Linked DNA regions of Zea mays: region 2 is linked to region 1. The links are chromatin contacts, called in public Hi-C maps. All regions are on one chromosome and are shown on one strand. The core of a region is the stretch at or near the end of the contact, and the rest is flanking DNA. Distances in the headings are between cores, read along the strand shown.

Evidence for each region. Hi-C and Micro-C count contacts between places; a contact is called where the count stands out from the background.
Region 2: a contact with region 1 is called in a Hi-C map of leaf, with 4 times the contacts expected there. The contact joins the promoter of LOC103647038 here to the promoter of LOC100193032 in region 1. A contact is called at or near these places in 2 of 25 Hi-C or Micro-C datasets (ear and leaf).

The regions. Positions count from the first base shown.
Region 1 is chr2:144,428,035-144,435,366 of Zm-B73-REFERENCE-NAM-5.0, reverse strand. LOC100193032 reads right to left here and starts at 3,823. Exons shown (of 4, transcript NM_001358526.1): 1 at 3,728-3,823; 2 at 2,082-3,472; 3 at 1,800-1,951; 4 at 1-167. The coding sequence starts at 3,365.
Region 2 is chr2:144,684,801-144,692,132 of Zm-B73-REFERENCE-NAM-5.0, reverse strand. LOC103647038 (RING/FYVE/PHD zinc finger superfamily protein) reads right to left here and starts at 4,100. Exons shown (of 7, transcript XM_023301652.2): 1 at 3,702-4,100. The coding sequence starts at 4,031.

The sequences.
Region 1 (7,332 bases), core at 2,574-5,073:
CTTGAGGAACTGTGCCAGCACTGGGGACTGTCAGTAGCCTTTCCCTGAGGCCTGGGGCGTTCTTTAGGACGCGCATAAGAATACCGATCGCTGCATCTGGAGATCTCGTTAACGAGCCTCCAAGTTCCTGGCTCGATTCATGGTCCTCCCAGTCAGAGAGATCAATCCTGGAAAGTAGACGAAGGTGAAGGTCTACATTAGCTTATGTGAAATTTAGAAGGGAATGCAAATTCAAGAATACAAAAAAAAACACAATATCAAGGAATGAAACTGTTTGAGACTGATCATACTGTGACCTAGCCAAAGAATCTAATGCCAAGTCCCCCACAGTCCCTATAATTATCTTTATACTTGATAGTAATAAGACCTACCCCTAAGTTCCTTATATTTATCTTTATTAGATTAACATGAGACTCTGCAATAATCTCCATAATTTTGGATCTCAGAATAACAAGTTTAACATGTGAAAGCAGAATAAGCTGTACCTTCCACAGCACTGTTGCCTAGCTAATCATCTTAATTGTTGCTACAAGTAGTTAGTGTAGCAATGAAAAAACAACAACGGATGTTCATGTTGCAAAAAATAAGCTGCTCTAGTTTTAAATAAACTATCCACTTCCAACAATTTGGCTGACAAATTTACATTCATAGTCACAGACAAAGAATTATAAGAACAAGACTACTTGAGAAAAAGAAACCAGGGTAGGAAAAGAGATGACATTACATACCCAGTAGGTGGTTACATTTGAAGAACACTCCTAATTAATAATTCACTAGAGGATAGTTTCATTTGGAAAAAAAAGGCAAACCCAATCATCAAATGTATAGCAATAGACATGTATGAACTATGAACTATAAATATTGCAGGCAACATAGAAGCATCTCATGAAAATAGAGAGAATAAGAGGTTCTCATCAAGAGATCACTTCAACACAAAAACCATGATTATAAAATGAAATGCACATGAACATAGAATATGAAATAATTAGACGTAAACTAGTATCATACACAACTATTCTGACTCTTTACATTTGTAGATGCACCTGTGTATCTACTGACATCTAAAACAGTTCTGCAAATAAAGGATGGTGCCTTTTTAGCAGGAAAATACTTATAGAAAGGGGAATTTTTGATAATTGGATTGAATACAAAAGCAACATCAAGTTGTATCTATATGAGCATTGAAATTACTCTACTACATAGGCAAAAAGCTACAGAAGCCAATAGAGCCACCTGAACTAAATAAGATGTTTCTTATCTTCCCAACGGATGTCCTATTTCCAATTCGTCCTCTCATGAAGCTAATACATCAGAAAATGCCATTGTTTTATATCCTCTAGGAGATAATAATCCAGTTTTCCCTATAGAAATGTGAAAACCTATAACATGCAGTTTAAATATGAAGACTTGTTCTAATATTGTTGCTTCAAAGGCCTTCTGAAAACCAAGATAGTTCATGAAAAAATTACCTAAGCTATGTACATAAATGACCACTTTGTGAATGGCAATAATCCATGCCATGGCATTCCCAGAGTAAAAATAGTGCTATTAACTAGTAAACCAAAATAAAGGTGTTCAAACTTTATCAGATACCTAGATCATATATTTACATAGAGAAGGTACATGCATTCATGAGGTTATGCATGTAAAAGAAATCAACTTTGACCAAATGCAATAAAATAGCAGAAAAACAAATTGAACTGATGGCAGGCAAGTGAACCTGTTAAGCTGATCAATGATGGCATCATGGCATAATGTAATGAAGTATACATATTTTCGTCAAAAACCAGAAAGTGAACCTGTTAAGCTGATCAATGATGGTGTCTTTATCTTCCCATGCAAAAACCAACTCCCGTTCATCCAGTTCATCCATGATGAAAAGTTTGCTGGAGGTATGGGTCAACTTTAGTCCACGAAAATACATTAAATCATCATTACCAAACGATAAAACCTGCAGCAAGAAGCAGAACCAGAAACTTATAAGTCAGAAATGAGATCCAGTCCTCCAAGAGAACCACATAACAGTTAGTGTTCCTCAAGGTTCACATTTTGTTGGAGATTACAAGAAAACATGCAATTACCTTTTGCAAATACTTCGCATTATGAAACTCACTAAGCTTGACCAAATCCTTTGATACTATTGATTTATCATTGGGAGAATGTGTCAGATTCTCATTTTGAGATGAGCATTGCTGTTTATCCTTCCTTCGTGGAGAAGGAGGCAGCCTGCTACCACCTCCGCCAGCCCTCACTGTGGGAATACTTAATGGAGCACTCCCATATCTGAAGAAAGGATTTCTTGGGTAGCTAGAAGGCGGATGAGATGGTGATGGAGACAGAGGTGGCGATGAATAACACTCTTCATTTACTGTATTTCTCTTTTTCTCAGATGATGATGTAATATGTGGATGTATGTATGCTGTCGGAGAATTATCGGTAGGCATACATGGCTGTAGGCGTCCATGGGGTTCTGAACTCATAAGAAATGGTGATGCCGGTGGTCTAACTCCATGCCCAGTGCTCCAACTGTGCCGCCTGGTCACTGGAAAACATGCAGGTGCAATGCCATCTGAAGGTAGGGAATCAAGCTTCCTAAGAAAATCTGTTGTGGGGCTTCCGACATAATCCTTTATAAGTTCAGGTGGCATTGGTGTGGACTGCTCTGGGACTGCAGCCAACTCCAACACAGGTACATACGAAACTGACAAGCTTAAGGAACCAAGCAGAGTTTCAATCGGAGCAAATGCAAAGTGTTTCATCTCTGCATCCTCTGCGCGGGTGAATGGCTCAACAAATGATGAAATCCTGTGCAAGAGGCTTAACGGACAGATCCTTCCAGATGAATTGAGCTCCTCGAAAAGATGGTATGCTGGCAAGAGCCTGACAACCAGATACAATGACCGGAACAACACTGTCGAGCCAATGTACGCCCTCCTGTACAAGCTATGATCCTGAGAACAGCTGCTTCTAGCGTTCTTGTCAGTGTTCTTGATAACATTGCCAGACCTGCTAGTTTCGTACTTAATTACCCACCTCTCGATGATCCTGCTGGCCTCGACACTGGCGGTTCTGGTGTTGTCACGTTGCAGGAGGACAATGTCAATGACCAGAGGCTCGAGGTTGCTCTGCCTCCACAGGTCAAAATTCTCAAGCGCGGCAGGGCAGTCCCGGAGAGCAAGGTTGAACCACCGGTCACGTGGCTGGCTGCCAGCCAGTGGCGACGACGGTGGGGAGGGCAGTGTGAAGTTCCGCGACGAATCATAGGGTGAGCGCGACTCCAGGATGACGTGGAGGCTCTTGGCGAAGAATTCAGTGATCACTTGCTCCACCATTGGCGGTTCCGACACGCCGGCAACCGCAGCCATGGTTTTGTGGCTGTCCACTCAAGGGTTCAATTGAAGTCCCGAAACTTCAGAAAAACGAGCTGCGCCAGCACCATGGCTAAAATTGATCTTACTCCGTAACGAAGAACCTAATGGGGCCGCCAGTGGATGGATGCACTGAATCAGTAGGGCACCAGACAACAACAGAGATGGAGCCAATAAAGGGCATGGGCTTCGACATGCACACCCGGTAGAAAAACCGAAGTTAAGTAGGCATAATACATGTACACGCTTGTGATTAGAACAGATCCGAATACAAATAGCAAGTAGCTCAAGTTAGGGTTCGGGTGCTCAATTTTGCACACAGGGAAGGAAAGGGAAGAGAAGGGGAAGGGCCGGCGTACCTTATGTGCTGCGTTCTAGTGGCCGGCGCGACGAAGACCTGCGCAGCTGGGCGGCGGGCCGGCGGCTGCCGCCGCAGTTAAGTTATCGCGCTGGCGAGGTGTACTGGAGAAGAAAAACAGTCGCCAGGTGGGAACCCACAAGAGTAATTTTTCCGGGGCTGTTTACGGCTTGGTTCGTTGCCCGCTCTCTGGGCCGATTCCTCTCTCCTTTTCTTTTCCTGCACGTGCACGCACGTATGACTACGCTTCTTCATTGGAGAAAGCGGCCCATCAAACTGGAGAAAAACTATTCTTTCTCCATTTCCTTTTTATTTTTTTCTTTCATTTTGCCATGACACTTCGTTCTTATTTTTCTATTTTTTATGTTTTTATTGCTCTTACATTTCATTATAACTTATATCTAATAGTTATCTCTATTTTTCCAGATCCAGTAGTGGATTTTTTCATTTTTTATCATTACCGTAGGGTAAATTTTGGTATTGGTCTTTTTAACTTTATGTTCTGGTTCATGTTTTATAATCTTTTTTTATTTCACATAAATGTCATAAGCATTTTTTTACCAAATCGGTAGCATTTTTCTGGTGATATTAGAACAAATCTCTTCGATGTGCTAGATTAAATTTCTCCTAAATATGGAACATTTGGTTAGGAAACTAGGTTTTTTTTCTCATGAGGCTACAACGTTTTTCATAGTGGATCTAAAAGATTTTATTCATAGAACTAAAACATATTCTATACTTTTCTTGGTAAGCACATTTAGTTTGTAAGTAGAACATTTTCTCACGAAGGTGCAATATTTTTCTAATGTTGTTTTTATGTCTTATTTTAAAGTATAGAAGTAGTATAGAAGTCCAAAAATATCATAATTACTTATAAGTCATTAGGATATGGCTTTAAGTTGACAACTATGAAAAACCAATAAGATATGCAATCAAACACTCAAAATCTACCCCAATCCTTCAATTACTTTTTTCTTTGAAACACGGACCTTTCAACATGTTGGCAAATCATTTCAACAAAGGTTCCCAAAAATGAACAAGTGTTGACGTTTCATGCGAGTGTCAGCTTATGATTAAATGTATATGCTCAGCTAGCTTAGCATTTAGCTATCTTGAGAAGCTACCCTATCACATCCTCTATCTCATCTTATATTTCAAACTCCACTCTACAAATAGTATCGTCTACAGTGCAAATTCTCTATTTTACATGATCTACTGCGGACAGCCTTAGAAATCCATGGTTCATAATGGTTCGTGTAACGTGCCCTAAACACAGTCGGGATGTATATTCTTGCTTTTGAGCACGAGGGACTCAAAGTTTGCATTAGGATTACTAACATGTGAGAGTATGAGTATGAAACCTAAGGTTGACCAACACATCATGTGTATAGCCATGTAAAACACGATTTTGCACTGTAGGCAGCATTGCTTACGGAGTAGTGTTTGAAATAAGTACTGTGATAGGGGATGAGATAAGAAAGCTGCTGGAGATAGCCTAAGGAAGTAAGGGGTCAAAGGTTTCGAGGAAGGTCGATGAAGAAGATTTTTTTCTCTTTCATATTTATGAATGTGGAGGGCAAGGAAGTGCTAGAGAGACATGTATGAATACAATTGGTTTCCTATGCGTAATAAAGGCTACGACTTCACCTATTTTGGTTTTAAGAGCAAACTTAATAATATAGTCAACTGCTGGCTATAAGGATCTTTGCAGGCTACCTTATATCTGATATGTATAATAATTAGCCCTTCACAATTTATGCATGGTCCATTTGTCTCTCTCACAAGTTTTTTGGTTCTCGTGTCTAAGCTGACTGTAAGTTTATAGTCCACTTCTCCTTCCTCTCCTCTCCTTTGCTCCCTCTCTCTCTCTCTCTTCCAAATTAGCATTTAGCCTTCTTACAACATGTTATTATATTTGCTCTAAAATAGAAGTTTGGTAGAGGATCACATCCTTTAATTGTAGTTAAATACCACATATGTCATTTTTTGTTATTTAACTAAAATTTTGTTCAACTTTATCTGAGCCCAGCCGTTGGAGGGAGCTAGGACAAGCCAAAATTTTGATGCTTTGCCACCATTTACAAAAAAAGAGGTCGGGCTCCTTCAAGCTTCTAACTAGGATATATTTTGTTCAACCCCCTCCCGATAGAGATGGTAATGGGTACCTGAAACCCAAATACCTGGCCGGTTTTATCCGATATGATTTTTTACCCGTATGTATGTTAGTTGGCAAGAACCTCTACTCGTTGGTTAGACGGGTACGAGTACGGATGGGTACTACCCATATCCGTGTACCAGTGAGTAAAAAATACCTGCATCATACCACTATTATCATATAATAAATCCCATCTTAACTAAAAGAAAATCCTTGTTCGACTTGTTTTTTTAATTACTAAGTTATGTAACCATATGTTTATTATATTTGAGGTTAAACTTATTTTTTATAGATTTGTTTGACATTTCGAGTGATTAACTAAAAGGAACGTGGACAACTAAGTGGGGATGAATTAGAACTTCTATTTTTCTCGATCTAAACTAGGCCAATAATAAATCTCTTAAACAAAACCTATACAAATAACCAAACAAGAATGTACACTTTGGTTTTATCTAAATGTTTCTATCTCTACCACAATCGGAGTTATGCAACCTTAGTTCTAGTCCTACCAATGAGCATATGTCCTAAGCTAAGAATGGTAAAGAGCACAACTTAAGGAAACAATAAATGTGAAAGCTAAAGAGTGGTAGAGAATATAAACTCTCATAGACGTGACGATATTTTTATCGAGATATTAAGAACCACGCAAGGTTCTTACTAATCCTTGTTGGTACCCCTACGCAAAGGGAAGCCCATGCGAGGGTCAAGCTATAGGATTATGGAGAGGCTACACTAGCGCAAAACAAAATTTTCAACCTCACAAAATAGAGATCTACTGCTATTATAGGTCACAGGATTACCACTAGACGCACAAGACAGCAGAAACTGTCTTGATGCAGACGAACGCATCAAGCAGTGTCGTGTAGTCGTCAACGTCCTTCACGTCCTCGCGCGGTTAGCCTTAGTGCTCTAGATGCAGCACCTCTGAGGTATCCACACGTATAGGGAAGAAGCGTTGCGTACTGGACTGCTAGGTCCATAGTGGTGGTGTGGCGAGGGCGAGACAAGCACGACGGCTGGTGTGCTGGTGGGCGAATTAGGTTAATCCTAACTATGCCTCCACCCCTCATTATATAGGTTTCTTGATGGACTTCTGTCACACCCGGTTTTAGAAGGTAAACCGAATGCGAACCATGTACGTGCCAGGATCAGCAATTCACGTACACAGCAGTTACATAACATGGACATCATCACACAATACTCAAATAGTATTAAAAAGGGGAATAATAGTCGATTACATCATATGCCTGAGACATCCACATAGTCTTTACAATAAATCAAAGTGCGGAAAAGAAACATAGATAAATGCGGCCTTCACAGGCAGCCGACTGGGGGTTGCCGTTAACCCACGCCTAGAACTCGTCGTAGTCTTGGAACTCCTGGAAGTCTCCTTCCACGGCTTCATCTTCTCCTGAGCAGTGGTTGCAATGCTGACAACCTGGGGGGGTTTG
Region 2 (7,332 bases), core at 2,851-5,350, 260 kb before region 1:
GACTTGGCTTATAAATCGTTAAAATCTATGAAAGGTCAGGTTGTGGCAGATTTTATTGTAGAACATCGGATTGGTGATACTCAGGAACTAGACATATCATACCTCACTATTTCTCTCTGAACTCTGTATTTTGATGAATCGGTTTGTAATGAAGGACAATGGTTGACATCGTGCTTGTTTCACCAAGGAATGTCTCTTTTGATTTCTATAGCCGATTAAAAATTATTGCACTAACAATCAAGCCGAATATGAGGCTCTCTTACTCGGTTTAGAACTTTCAGATTATATGAGAGTAAAACATATGAGGGCATTTGGTGATTCTCAGCTAGTTGTCTAGCAAGTTTTAGAGGAGTATCAATGTTTAGATGGCACTTTGAAGAGTTACCTTGAAAAATGTTAGAACATAATCCGTTCTTTTGACGAATTCGATATTCGACATATATCCAGAGCTGAGAATTGCAGAGCTAATACTTTGACGCAAGATGCACCAGTTTATCGGATAAAACAAGGAAGATTTCACAATGTTGAAAGTCTGATAACCAGTGTTGCGTCAAATCCCCAGGTCGCGGACCGTCCGGGCTACATAACCGGACCGTCCAGGCTACATAGCCGGACCGTCCGCGGTGAGCTCGAACCATCCGGGCAAGGAGCCCGAACCGTCCGACGTTACCAGAAACGTTTTCTTAATTAATTCGGCTGACAACACAACCGATGCAACTGATTGGATGGTGCCTATAATTAATTACCTCTGTAATCCTAATATTAGGACAGACAGGAATGTTCGACGTATAGCTTTCAAATATGTTTTAATTGATAATGAACTGTATCGCCGAACAACTGGTGATGTCTTGCTTAAATGCTTAGACCCTGATGATGCTATATTAGTCATGGCCGAAATGCACGAAGGAATTTGTGGTACTCATCAATCGGCTCCAAATATGAAGTGGCTATTGAGAAGGTCTGGCTTTTATTGGCCCGACATGATAGCCGATTGATTTAAGTACTACAAAGGATGTCAAGTATGTCAGAAGTTCGGCGATCTACAGTTAGTCCCCGCCGCTGAACTACATTCTATTATCAAGCCTTGGTCCTTTAGGGGGTGGGGTTTGGACTTTGTAGGGGAAATTCATCATTCATCATAAAAAATACATCAGTTTGTGTTGGTGGCCACAGACTACATCAAATGGACTGAAATTGTTGCTCTGAAGAACATGACACATGAGGAGGTAATTGAATTTATAACTAAGCATATCATTTATAGATTCGGCATTCCCCAAACATTGACTAGGACTAGGGGGCTTCTTTTATGTCAAAGGAGGTACGCGAGTTTGCTGAATTAAATTGCTCAATTCTTCTCTGTATTATGCTCAGGCCAATGGACAGGCCGAGTCTAGTAACAGGACATTGAATAGCCTTATAAAGAATAAGATATCTGATCATTCTAGGCATTGGTATAAGGTTCTGTTTGTCTGAGGCTTTGTGGGCTTATAGAATATCTAAACACCGTGCTACAAAGTCTTTCCTTTTGAGCTTGTTTATGGACAGGAGATTGTCTTGCATGTGGAGATAAGCCTAAATGTTGTTAGGTTTGCTAGGCATAACGATCTAACTATCAGGGACTATCATAATTTGATGATGGACGATATTGATGAAGTAATCGACAAAAGATTGGTGGCTTTAGGAGAGATTGAGAAAAACAAGATCATAGTTGCCAAAGCTTACCACAAGAAGGTCAAGGCTAAGTCATTTCAAGTTGGAGATCTGGTATGGAAGACCATCTTGCCACTAAGAAGCAGAGACCGGAAATTCAACAAATGGTCACCAAACTGCAAAGGCCCTTACAGAATTACACAGGTGATAGTAGGCAATGCCTACATGTTGCAAACCTTGCAAGGTGAGGACCTACCCAAGGCGTTGAATGGTCATTTTTTGAAGCAATATCATCCTAGTATGTGGCAAGATGCTTAGACAAACCAATGTTGTCACATCGAGTTATTTCTAGCTTGCAACAGTGCTTTTGGTTCAATCAGCTTCCCCAAAAGGTAGGGGGCATGTTTGAGCACCGTTTGTGACGCTGGGCGCGACCGAACGGTCCGGCCCTGAGGCCCGAACAATCCGGCCTGCGAACGGTCCACCCTTAGGCGTGTTAACTACTATCTCCACGCGTGTTTATCCCTCTAAACTCGTGCAAGTTATTGGAGAACGCCTAGTAACGGGTCCAGACCTCCCTTATATATTTCAAGGGGTACGGTCGATTGAAACACCAGCAGTCGAATCAAAATCAATATATCTTATGTTCCTTTCCTTTTGCCCTAGGAGTAGAGAGTAACGTAGCCTTCTTCACCTCAACCTTCACCTCTCTTCGACTCTACATCGTCTGGAGGCGTCTTGAGTGGCCTGTCGATCACAAGACAAAACATAGGATCTCTCCTCCCTGACGAGGTCCCTCCCGGGGGTCGGATCCAGGTGTTGTTGGCTAACGCCGCCACCTCTGCGCACACGCAGGCCGTGCGGCCACCAGGCACGGACCATCCAGCTCAGCGGAGAGAAGACTCGGCTCCTGCCGCAGGTTGCGGACTGTCTGGTCCTACACAGCGGACCATCCACGCTGCTGCAGAGAGCACCGTTGCTGGTACTCCTCGTAGTGATTGGCGCCCAGATCATCTTCAAGAACGGGCAATAGTACACTCAAGCGAGGCAAGGCCGAGACAGTGCATTTTGAGTTTCCTACGCAGCCATTCTTACCCATCAGATAGAGTGCAGCGATCCCTAGCAATTTCAAACCGATGAAGGACCTCCTTAGCCATGGCAAGCTGCACCTTGATATTACCAATTTTTCTCTCACTCCACAAGACTTCATTGCCTAAGTAAGCTCTTTTCAAAGTTGTGTTGGCATTTTGGCAACATTTTTGCCAGCAGGATTCTACCAATCTGAAACTGTAGTTTATACACAAAATCTAACACACACAAACAAAATTCAAAAGTGTTTCAGAGTTAGAAAATTGGCACAACAATTGATAATGGAAAGGCTTAGGAGACACGGCAGTAATAGCGTGTTTCTGGACGACAAGATATTTGACTATTCTTATGCAAAACCAGGAGCTGGGGACTCGTCTCCGTCATGCCCCCCCCCCCCCCCCCCCCAAAGCTCCCCTCGAGCAGGAGCCTCGCTCCCGCCCCTGTGAAAAGAGAAAGCGTCACATGCACATAGAGTCTTCGATGCACATGGTACCTATATTAAATCACCACACGACCATCCATCCTATGTCCAACGTCCTCGCGCGTCTCCCTTTCATGCAAAAATCACGGTGCAGGTGGTAGAGGGTGTTTCTTTTGAAAAAAAAAATGCAGGGCAACAAAGAGGCTGTGGAAGGGTGTTGGATCCGGTCATAACTTAATATGTGCTACCCTACATGTTCCCTTCTCAAAATAGTACCAGCTACCAGCCCCTGCCCAAATGGGCGCGTTCTGCACAAGAATAGGATAGGTCTAATAACGCGACTCCGTCCGATTAGATTCCCCTTCCCTGCTGAAAGCCGAGCAAATGTGATCCGCATGATCTCGAACACCTTGCCGTCACAGAGTTGGTTGGCTCCACACGGATTTTAACACTCTCCGAAGAAATTAGCCAACCAAATAACGAAGAGAAATAAACGCGCCACATAAATGAAGAGGGTGGGAACTGGAGCGCGAGCTCTTACCATCTCGCAGGGTCGCAGTGCCGTGAGAAGATCCTCCTCCTCGCCGTTGTCGTCGCCGATGTCAAGATCCGCGCTCCGGAGGCCGCAACAAGGCCAGAAGGGATGCAGCGCGCGCTGCGGAAACCATGCGCCCTTCTCCCCCGTGGCTTCAGCCTCCGGATTGAAATTGAGCGGCGCAACAGCCGCTTCGAGCGAGCGGGCCTCGGCTTCCAGAGAAGGAACGTGCAGAAACGGAAGGCGAGGCCGTAGCGTCGTCTGTGGGCTTTGGGCTTCGTTGGCCCTCGGGTCCGCTGAGGTCGGCAGAAACTTTTTGATCCGAACTCCAAGCATCGTCCCGATCACGTGCCGAGAGGCGTTGGCCGTTGCCACAAATAAGGATTTTTTTTTTTTGCCACGGTCACAGATAGCGTATTTTCATTTAACACTTTTTCGTTGTCTTTATATATTTGCCAAGAGAAGATTTCTTTAAAAATAACTTTTTTCTATTTTCCACTGTCACATATATCATATTTTCATTTAACACTTTTTCCGTTGTCATTATATATTTGCCAAGAGAAGATTTCTTTAAAAATAACTTTTTTCTAATGTGGCGAGTGTTGACACATTTTTCGGGCGTCAATCACTCAACATGAACTAGCGGTGGTGCTTTCTGTACAGGGGCGGACGGTCCGTGGCCAGGGGTCGGACGGTCTGCGGCCTGACGCGAGGCTAGGGTTTCCTGCCTGAAGGTCGGACGGCCCGCGTCCTGGGGCCGGACGATCCGCGCGTGCGCAGGGGCGGCGGAAGTCGTCGACGGTACCTGGATCTCGCTCCCGGGAGGGACCCCGTCGGGGAGGAGAGATCACAGGAGATGTCTAGGCTCGGCAGGCCGACCTAGACTGCTCTAATCGACGTAGAGTCGAAGAGAAGCGAAGAATTTGGGAATTGGAAGACTAATCTAAAACTAGACTAGAACTACTCTTAAGAATAAATATAAATTGTATTGTTGAGGGTTGATTGATTGATTAAATCGGTCGTATTCCTCTGCTTTTATAGAGGAGGGGGGCTGGACCCGTTACCAACAAAATTCCGAGCTAATCCCGAGATTCTCGCCAACAAACATAGCAAGAAACTCGGAACCCTAATCTGTTCTGCGCTTGCGCGGACTGTCCGGTGCTCTTTTTAGTGCTCAACATATGCCCCCTGCCTTTTGGTGGAGTTGAGCAAACCAAAAGCAACTAACTCGATGTGATTACATCAGTTCTCTTAGGCAACTTGCCACATACTAGGATGGTACTGTTTGAGGAAACGCCCATTCAAAGCCTTGGGTAAATCCTTGCCTTGTAATGTTTGTAGTAAATATGCGTTACCAGACATTACTTGTTTTACTTTATAAGGACCCTCCTAGCTTGGCGACCATTTTCCAAACTTTCGATCTTTATTCCTTAGAGGCAGGATGGTCTTCCACACCAGGTCCCCTACTTGAAATGACTTTGCTTTGATCTTCTTGTTGTAGGCCCTGGCTACCATGATCTTGTCCTTTTTTATTGCTCCCAAAGCTATCACCCTCTTATCGGTCACCTCATCAATATTATCCATCATTGAATTATAATAATTGTCGGGGACCATAATTAGGGGTACCCTCAAGGCTCCTAATTCTCAGCTGGTAACCCCCATCAGCATAAAGCTGCAAAGGCCTGATGGGTGCGATTAAGTCAGGGATCAGTCCATTCGAGCGACTCGATCACGCCTCGCCCGAGCCTAGCCTCGGACAAGGGCAGCCGACCCCGGAGGATTTCCGTCTCGCCCGAGGCCCCCCTCCAGCGGCGAACATATTTCCGGCTCGCCCGAGGCCCTGCCTTCGCTAAGAAGCAACCCTGACTAAATCGCCGCACCGACCGACCAAATCGCAGGAGCATTTAATGCAAAGGTGGTCTGACACCTTTATCCTGACGCGCGCCCCCCCGGCTGGCAGAGCCGAAGTGACCGTCGTCACTTCGCCGACCCACTGACCGGCCTGACAGAAGGACAGCGCCGCCTGCGCCACTCCGACTGCGGTGCCACTTGACAGAGTGAGACTGACAGGCAGTCAGGCCCTGCCGAAGGCACCATAGGAAGCTCCGTTTCGCCCGACCCAGGGCTCGGACTCGGGCTAAGTCCCGGAAGACGGCGAACTCCGCTCCGCCCGACCCAGGGCTCAGACTCGGGCTAAGTCCCGGAAGACGGCGAACTCCGCTCCGCCCGACCCAGGGCTCGGACTCGGGCTAAGTCCCGGAAGACGGCGAACTCCGCTCCGCCCGACCCAGGGCTCGGACTCGGGCTCAGCCCCGGAAGATGGCGAACTCCGCTCCGCCCGACCCAGGGCTCGGACTCGGGCTAAGTCCCAGAAGACGGCGAACTCCGCTCTGCCCGACTCAGGGCTCGGACTTGGGCTCAGCCCTAGGAGACGACGAACTCCGCCTCGCCCGACCCAGGGGCTCGGACTCGACCTCGACCACGGAAGACAGACTCGACCTCGGCTTCGGAGGAGCTTCCACATCGCCCAACCTAGGGCGCAGACCAGCCACGTCAACAGGAGGCGCCATCATCACCCTACCCCGAGCTGACTCGGGCCGCAGGGAACAAGACCGGCGTCCCATCTGGCTAGCTCCGCCAGATAGGCAATGATGGCGCCCCGCGTACTCTGTGACGACGGCGGCTCTCAGCCCCCTTACGGAAGCAAGAGGACGTCAGCAAGGACTCAACCGCTCCTACAGCTATCCCTCCGCCAGGCTCCATCGCTCCTCCGATGGCCACGACATCACACCAGCTGGGTGCCAAAATCCCTCCGGCTGCCACAACGGCATGTACTTAGGGCGCTAGCTCTCCTCCGCTAGACACGTAGCACTCTGCTACACCCCCCATTGTACACCTGGATCCTCACCTTACGCCTATAAAAGGAAGGACCAGGGCCCTCTTAGAGAGGGTTGGCCGCGCGGGGACGAGGACGGGACAGGCGCTCGCTTGAAGCCGCTCGCTCCCTCTCCCGCGTGGACGCTTGTGACCCCCTACTGCAAGCGCACCCGACCTGGGCGCGGGACGAACACGAAGGCCGCGAGATTCCCACCTCTCTCACGCCGGTCTCCGGCCGCCTCGCTCTCCCCCCTTCGCGCTCGCCCTCGCGCTCGACCCATCTGGGCTGGGGCACGCGGCGACATTCACTCGTCGGCCCAGGGACCCCCCGGTCTCGAAACGCCGACAGTTGGCGCGCCAGGTAGGGGCCTGCTGCGTGTTGACGAACAGCTTCCCGTCAAGCTCCAGATGGGCAGTCTCCAGCAACCTCTCCAACCCAGGACGGTGCTCCGTTTCGGGAGTCTTGAGTTCATGTCCCTCGACGGCAACTACGACATGATACTCCTTCCACCGCCGCGCGACAACGACAATGGCGGCCGACAGCCCGCCCGCCGGCGGCGGAATCGACGACGTCTTCCCCGCGTGGTGGAAGAACACCCTTCGAGCTCATCCTGCCCTTTCCCCCGCCGACGGAGGGGAAGGCAGGGCGACCAAGGCCAAGCAGGAGGCAGCACCTCGTCGGCTGTCGAGCGAGTCGACAGCGTTGGCACCCCAACGAGGGGCGCACCGGGTATCGACTTCGCGCTTGAGACGAAGACGA